Regions from separate parts of the Zea mays genome. Here region 2 is linked to region 1. A link is a contact called in public Hi-C data. All regions are on one chromosome and are shown on one strand. Each heading gives the region's core, a stretch centred on a gene start, on an enhancer-like site or on the middle of the called end of the contact. The rest is flanking DNA. Distances are from core to core; before and after follow the strand shown.

The links. A called contact is a pair of places that touch in the nucleus more often than the background predicts.
Region 2: a Hi-C map of leaf shows a contact between it and region 1, with 8 times the contacts expected there. The contact joins the promoter of LOC100284217 here to the enhancer-like site in region 1. A contact is called at or near these places in 3 of 25 Hi-C or Micro-C datasets (ear, leaf and tassel).

Annotation. Positions count from the first base shown.
Region 1 is chr4:92,886,535-92,890,268 of Zm-B73-REFERENCE-NAM-5.0, reverse strand. It overlaps LOC100277781, which reads right to left. Exons shown (of 11, transcript NM_001349958.1): 11 at 3,520-3,734. Among protein-coding and RNA genes, the nearest start is that of LOC100277781, 41 kb to the right of the region's middle. Within about 2 kb of position 1,573, at least 8 of the 20 cell types and tissues checked have an H3K27ac peak or open chromatin away from gene starts, as enhancers often do. A contact at or near this core is called in leaf, where this site is marked.
Region 2 is chr4:93,046,913-93,050,771 of Zm-B73-REFERENCE-NAM-5.0, reverse strand. It overlaps LOC100284217 (gibberellin receptor GID1L2), which reads left to right and starts at 2,497. Exons shown (of 1, transcript NM_001157112.2): 1 at 2,497-3,591. The coding sequence starts at 2,560. The coding sequence ends at 3,543.

The DNA of each region.
Region 1 (3,734 bases), core at 324-2,823:
TATATTCGCGGGATTAGCTCGGAATCAGTTGTGTAAAGGGTCCAGCCCCCCTCCTCTATAAATAGAGAGGTCTACGGCCGATTTGTAATCATCAACAATCGAATCAATATAACTTTTATTCGCATTTTATCCTAAGAGTAGTTCTAGTCTAGTTTAGGTTTAGCCTCCCAATCCCCAAATTCTTCGTCTCTCTTCGGCTCTACGTCGATTAGAGGAGTCTAGGTCGGCCGGCCCGAGCCTAGACACCACCTAGGATCTCTCCTCCCCGACGGGGTCCCTCCCGGGAGCGAGATCCAGGCGCCGCCGGCGACTTCCGCCGTCTCTGCGTACGCGCGGACCGTCCGGCCTCAGGGCGCGGACCGTCCGGCCGTCAGGCAGAGAAGCCCTAGCCGCGCACCAGGCCGCGGACAGTCCGCCCCTGCGCAGAGAGTACCACCGTGCCTCGCACCAGGCCGCGGACCGTCCGGCCCCGCGCGCGGACCGTCCGCCCCTGTGCAGAGAGCACCGCCGCCGGTTCTTCTTGAGTATTTGGCGCTCCGAAAAGGCGTCAACACCTATACAAATTAGATAAGTATTCCTGGTTGGATTGGTTCTAGACCATGATTCCGGAACAAACGAATACACCCTAACAGTATGTAGTAGCCAGGAGCCCAGCCTCCCAGGACTGGAGAGGTCCTCGGCGCCTTTCCATGGCACGCGCAGGCAGCTGGACGATCCAACTGGTGGCTTGTTCGCTGCGGCTTTAATCCGACTGCGGCTGCGGCTTCTACAGTATTTTATCTCTAGGGATTGCAGCTGCAACAGTATTTTGCAGCTGCAACAGTGCTCCCACATGGGCAGCCGAACAAGCTCTGGATTTCTCTTGTACTTTTGAGCCGGTCGGCGAGATATAAGCAGGGAACAAAGGATAGGCCACCAGATCCAGCTGCTTTTGATCTCTCAACCTTTTGACATCTCACGATCATGGCTTGCTTGCCTCTTTTGCACTAATGAACAGAGAAGAGGAGTGGTGGGTGGCTCATTGATAGACCTCTGTATAAACGCCATGCGTCCATGGTGGTATGCTCGCGAGGCTGCTGCGGGTGCGTCTTTCGGCCGGCCGGCCAGTGAGGTTGATGCTTTGGTGTAAAAAACACCTCGATCGAATAGCGGAGCCAATCAAATTGGAATTGATCATCTTACCGGCCGCACGGCCGGGCTGCCGCCGCATTCCTTCGACGGCACGCCCACGCCAAGATATATGTGGCCACGGCGATCGAGCGCCCGCTGCTCCATGTGTCGGCGACGCGCAACCGGTGTGGGCACTAGGGGAACGAACGGAGTGATCGATCGGGACGTGCGAGTTGAAGAGCACATCATGGCCATTTCGCTTGTTTAATTTACATGCGGGACGGCGCCGCAACGCGGGTGCGTGCATGCAGATTGCAGGCACGCTGCACACATGGCAGATGCCCACACGAGGTTGTGGGCGGCGGCCGGACGGCCGGACCGTCCTGTCCACTGTCCTGTGCTACCGCTTGTCAGGGACGTGAACGTGATTGGAACGGGCGGGCTGTCCTGTGCTACCGCTTGTCCGGGACGTGAACGAGATTGGAACGGGCGGGCATGCGTGGCAATGCATGCGACTTGTCGCGCTCGACTCACCACACAGCCGCTAATGATCGTTTCGTTTGTAGCCGAATTTCGAAGAACCGGTTGGTACTTTGTGGCTTAGGCTGTTTCAAACCTCCAAAGCTAATTGTTAATCAGCTAATAAGTTGTTAACTGGTTTAAATGGGTTGTTGGAGCAACTAACAACCAGTAGCTATTTAAGCGGTATAACTAACAATTAATATATTGATCTACTAGTTGACCTGTTCTAAATCTCTCAAGTATTTTTAGTTGTTAATTATTAGTTTTAGATGTTTAGAATATGGCCTTAGGCTGTCTCCAAAATAGATCGGTAAAGATTGTGTATTCTAATAGAGGATTTTCTTCTCTATAGTTCGAACAGTATCATCTAAAACATCTTTTCATCTGTTGTATACGTAGAGGTTCTCTTCTCTATCTAATTTAATACTTTAAATAGCGGATTAAGCAAAACTAAAATATGTACAAGACATGATAAATATGTATGTTCAAAAATCACCTGTAAAATATATCTTTAATATAGGTATTTAACGTATAGATGACAAGATATAAATTAGAGAAAAATAAGATAGAGGAGAGAATTTTTAGAGAAGTATGTGTAGAAGGAATATAAAAGAGACATAATATAGTTGGAGATAATATTAATGTGCTATATCTTTCCTTGCATGGACTCATTGTTGATATGTCCTCTCATCCTTAGTAACAGAAGTGAAGCGAAATCAAGGAAGAGTCCCTTATCCCTGCGTTCACCACATGCTCTGTCGAGGGCACAATAGCACCCATGGTTGTGGCCTCTGATCACGATGGGTGCTATATAAATGAGCCTATGGTCGGCATGGACGCCATCACAACCGTTTGGCCAAAACTGTACCCGCCACAAGGTCTCGATCACCTTACCCTACTAATAACTGGAACCACTATCACAAATGGCTTCCATGGTTCTTGAATCCCCTGCTGGAGCAAGAATCTAGGTACCCCTCGTTGATGCAACTAACAATGAGTAGGAGCACAAGGAGTGTGGGGCGTCGGCAACGAATGTTGCAACACTAACGAACACCGCCATCAAATCCAGGAAAGAAGGTTCATCCTGATTACCCCTATCATAATCGAGGTAGTAGATGGATTGGCATTCTAGAGTCTTAGAAAAGTAACGTATCAAATGCAGATGATACATCTAGGAAACAAATCAGGTGCAAACCATGTAATGGTGCAAACCAACATGTAGTTAGAAGTGGGAGAAGGTATTTAAAAGTATAATAGAGGAGGTGGAATGGTTGTTTTGATAGCTGACACATGATGGGAGGGTTATTTTAGGAAATTTTCATAACTGCTTGCACGGATGCACGGTTTGCACCAAATATCTGGTTTGCACATGATCCGTTGCCTCAGAAAAGATGTTGAGTTCACTATAATCTATCACCCATCGCTTCAGCAACGAACATTAGTTCGGTGACTCTTCTGAGTAACCGTGCTCCGATAACCTTTTTCTATCCATTTCTTACCTCGTGATTCGTGCTCCGATCACCTTTTCTATCATCGGCTAACTCCGACGGTGTGCCAACTGCCAACCAGCTAGAATTTGGGGGGTTTGCGGTCCTGGGTTTCCAGAATCTCGATAGCTATCAACAAGCACGTGATGCATGCATTATGCCAACCAGATCACCTTATATATCCGATAAGGGTCCTGGCCATCGCTTGGCCCATACAATCAATGCTGCTGCAGGGTTACGACTTACGAATCCGAAGCCTCGTCGCCGGCCGTGTCGTTCAAGGAGAAGCCATCCCTATATATGTCAAACTTGTACTTGCAAAAAATCGAGCCTACTAGTGAGTAGTGACACGCCATCTGTTTGAGCGTTGCCAGGCCCACAGATTTCAGAGTCTGTGTTCAATGAACTTTTGCATTAATCTTATGATCTACTCCTACAGTCCTACGTCGATCCCGTGGAATACGTGACATTTGTTACAGGTTCCTCGGGATTATATCACCAAGTTGGGGATTCAACTTTTATGGACTACGACATCTCTCTTCTCTTTTTACACAATGCAGCGAGATAATATTACAGGCTACATTACATTATTTCTCTACAGCCCAAACCCTGCAC
Region 2 (3,859 bases), core at 1,248-3,747, 160 kb before region 1:
CAGCCAAGGAACTTACCCTTCTTCACCCCCAAAACACACTTTTCTGGATTTAACTTCAGGCCAGCTTTCCTGAAATTGGCAAATGTCTCTTGCAAATCAGCAATGTGATTTTCTTGCTTCGTGCTTTTCACTATGATATCATCAACATAGGTCAGTACATTCCGGCCTATTTGAGAATGAAGGACTTTGGCTGTCATTCTGCTGAAGCTTCCTCTATCATTTTTAAGCCCCTTAGGCATCCTAAGATAGCAATAGGTACCACTAGGGGTTATGAAGCTATTCTTCGGCTCGTCTTCCTTCTTCATCCAAATTTGACGGTAGCCTGATTAACAATCCAACAGACTCATGAGCTCTGAAGAAGCTGTTGCATCTACTAGAGAGTCTATTCTTGGCAATGGAAACTCGTCCTTTGGACAAGCCTTGTTGAGATCTATGAAATCAATGCACATTCTCCATTTACCATTGGCCTTCTTCACCATAACAGTGCTGGCTAGCCATTCTGGGTATTTCACTTCTCTGATGACACCAGTGCTAAGAAGTCTCTTCACTTCGTTTTGAGCACCACCTTCAGCTTTGTCTTTAGACATCTTTCGAAGCCTTTATTTTCTTGGCCTGAAAGATGGATCCACATTGAGTGAATGTTCAATGACATCTCTGTTGACACAACAAAGATCATTGGCTGACCAAGCAAAGACATCTGTGTTGTTGAATAAAAATCTTAGCAAAGTCTTCTCTTGCTCTTCAGACAGCTGAGACCCCAGCAGTACCCTTTGTTCTGTTATGTCTTCACATAGGAGCATAGGCTTCGACTGATCCGCCGAAGCAGCCTTCTCTCTTTTGTATTTATACTGCTGACAGGCTTCGGCTCCATCTATATTATGAATTGCCTTTGAATCTATACAATTTCCTTCAGCCCTTCTGGCAGCTTCTTGACTCTCATGGACAGCAATGGGCCCTTGTTACGAAGGTATCTTCATGCATAAATATGCTGGATGAAGTATTGCTTCAAAGGCATTAAGTGCCTCTCGACCAATGATTGCATTATAGGGGTACTCCATGTCAACAATGTCAAAGACAACCTATTGTGGACGAAGCCGAAGGTCACTGGCATTGTGATTTTGCCGAGTGCTACAATCTGCCTTCCTCCGAAGCCACAAAGAGGGTGTGTAGCATCATAAATCTTGTCTTCTGGCTCTTGCATCTGTCTGAAGGCCTTAGCAAATATGATATCTGTTGCACTGCCTGTATCGACCAGAACATTATGGACCAGAAATCCCTTGATGACACAGGATATGACCATAGCATCATTGTGAGGATAATCTTTGAGCTGAAGGTCCTCCTGGAGAAGGTGATTGGGATGTGGGACCATTTTAACTTGATGAAGGGTCCCTGCACCCCAACATGTTGCACCCTTCTCTGCGCTTACTTCTTCTGCTTTTTGTTAGCCAGCTCTAAACTTGAGCCGCCTGTTATCGGGAGCACTAGCTTCGTAGCCGAAGGTGCTACGACTTGGTTGTTGAACGAAGCCATCAGCTCGAGAGTGGAAGTGAGTTCACCGGAGGTGGGCGCCAATGTTGGGGACTTGTTTTCAAATGCTATGAATTAAGAACAAGGCCACACAAAAAGAGGTTAATGGTTATTGCCCTTTGTCCTTCGAAGCATTATTTCTCTTAGGATATAACGATCTTCAGACGAAGGTCATGAAGGACGTACCTTCATCATCGCAGTATATGTTAATGAAAGACGAAGCATATGAAGCATAAGAAATAACATGAATAATCATATGACATTATCAATATATCTTTATTATGTCATCATGGATGAATAAGAACAATATTGAATTACATTTGTACCTTCGGCTTGACAGAAGGCAAAAAGTCCAAGCGTGACGCACGAGCGAATAACAGTCAGCGTGAACAGTACGGGGGTACCGTTCACCTATTTATAGGCACGGGGCACAGCCCGATCAAAATTACATTTATGTCCTCGACAACTAGTTACAATCATGACACAAATTATCATGGATCGATTGGTCTTTTTCTCTTTAAGTCGGTGCAGCCCTTCGTCTCAAGGCATGTCGCTATATCGAAGCTCCCTCGATAGTAGCTTCGGCGTGTAACTTCGCGATTGTATTTGCTTATGTGCTGATCTTCCGAAAGTGTTTCTTTTTAAAGGACCTTCGACGACGAAGCAGTCCCCCAACAGCCATCATGCCGAAGCTCTTTCAATTGTTACTTCGGCATATATCTTCATGTCATATCTGATTATATATCGTCATGCCGAAAGTGTTTTTGCTTAGATGACCTTCGACAGAAAAGAAGGCTCTCAACAAACTGCTTATAATTATATCTGCGGTCATCATAAATTATGGTCTGATTTTAGTATAGAAATTGCCTTTGTATTCAACATAATCTACTGTCATTTGATGCTTTGGGTTGAAGGATGGGAAGATACTAAAGTTCAGCGTCAACTACATAACCCAACGACTCTTCTGTACCAGAGCCGGACCTCCTAACCGCACACAGTCGAACATTGTTGCTTGCTCGGCCCAGATCTCCAATGGCCGCCGCACCCGTCGCTCCGCCGCTAGCCTCCACGGACGACGAGATCGTCTACGAGTCCATGCCCTGCATTCGCGTCTACAAGAAACGCGTGGAGCGCTACTTCGGTACCGAGTTCGTCGCCGCCTCCACGGACGCCGCCACCGGCGTCGCCTCCAGGGACGTCGTCATCTCCCCCAACGTCTCCGCGCGCCTCTACCTCCCCCGCCTCGACGACGAGAGCGCCAAGCTCCCCATCTTCGTCTACTACCACGGGGGCGGCTTCTGCCTCGGTTCCGCTTTCAACCCCACCTTCCACTCCTACTTCAACAGCTTCGCGGGCCTTGCCAACGTTCTCGTCGTCTCCGTCGAGTACCGCCTGGCCCCCGAGCACCCCGTCCCCGCCGCCTACGCCGATTCCTGGGAAGCGCTAGCCTGGGTCGTGTCCCACCTTGCCGCCGCCGGCGACAACGTCCGGGACCCATGGATCGCGGGCCACGCCGACTTCTCCCGCCTCTACCTGGGCGGTGAGAGTGCGGGCTCCAACATCGCGCACCACATGGCGATGCGCGTTGCAGCGGAGGGCCTGGCCCACGACGCCCGGATCCAGGGCCTCGTCATGGTCCACCCCTACTTCCTGGGCACCGACAAGGTGCCCTCCGACGACATCAGCCTGGAGGTGCGCGAGAGCCTGGGATCCCTATGGCGCGTCATGTGCCCGACCACCACGGGGGAGGACGACCCGCTCATCAACCCCTTCGTGGACGGCGCCCCGCCGCTGGCTTCTCTGGCGTGCGGCCGCGTGCTCGTGTGCATCGGCGAGGGCGACGTGCTCCGCGACCGCGGCCGCGCCTACTACGACCGGCTCAGGGCCAGCGGATGGCCCGGCGAGGCAGAGATTTGGCAGGCGCCCAACAAGGGACACACGTTCCACCTCCTGGAGCCGTGCTGCGACGAGGCCGTCGCGCAGGACAAGGTCATCAGCGACTTCCTCAACCGCTGACTCGCATCGCCGGTGATGGCGGCGTTGTTGGGCTTGGATCAAATTTAGCTTCGTTCATTGTATACCTGGAGATTGGAATAACTGCAGCTTCGTCACCGGTGAAGAATGCTGGCGCTACACTACACTCCTACTAGTACGTTTCAGGTTCAAAGTTGTGTTTGTATTATTTGAAATTGGGTCTAAGGATGAAGGGGGCTTTGCCATTGTTAGTAATTTGGGTACGATGATACAGTCATATGTCATACACATGAAATTATACTTGTTAGACACACGTAATTTGTTGAAACATTTATTCCATCTTTCACTACTTACAAGT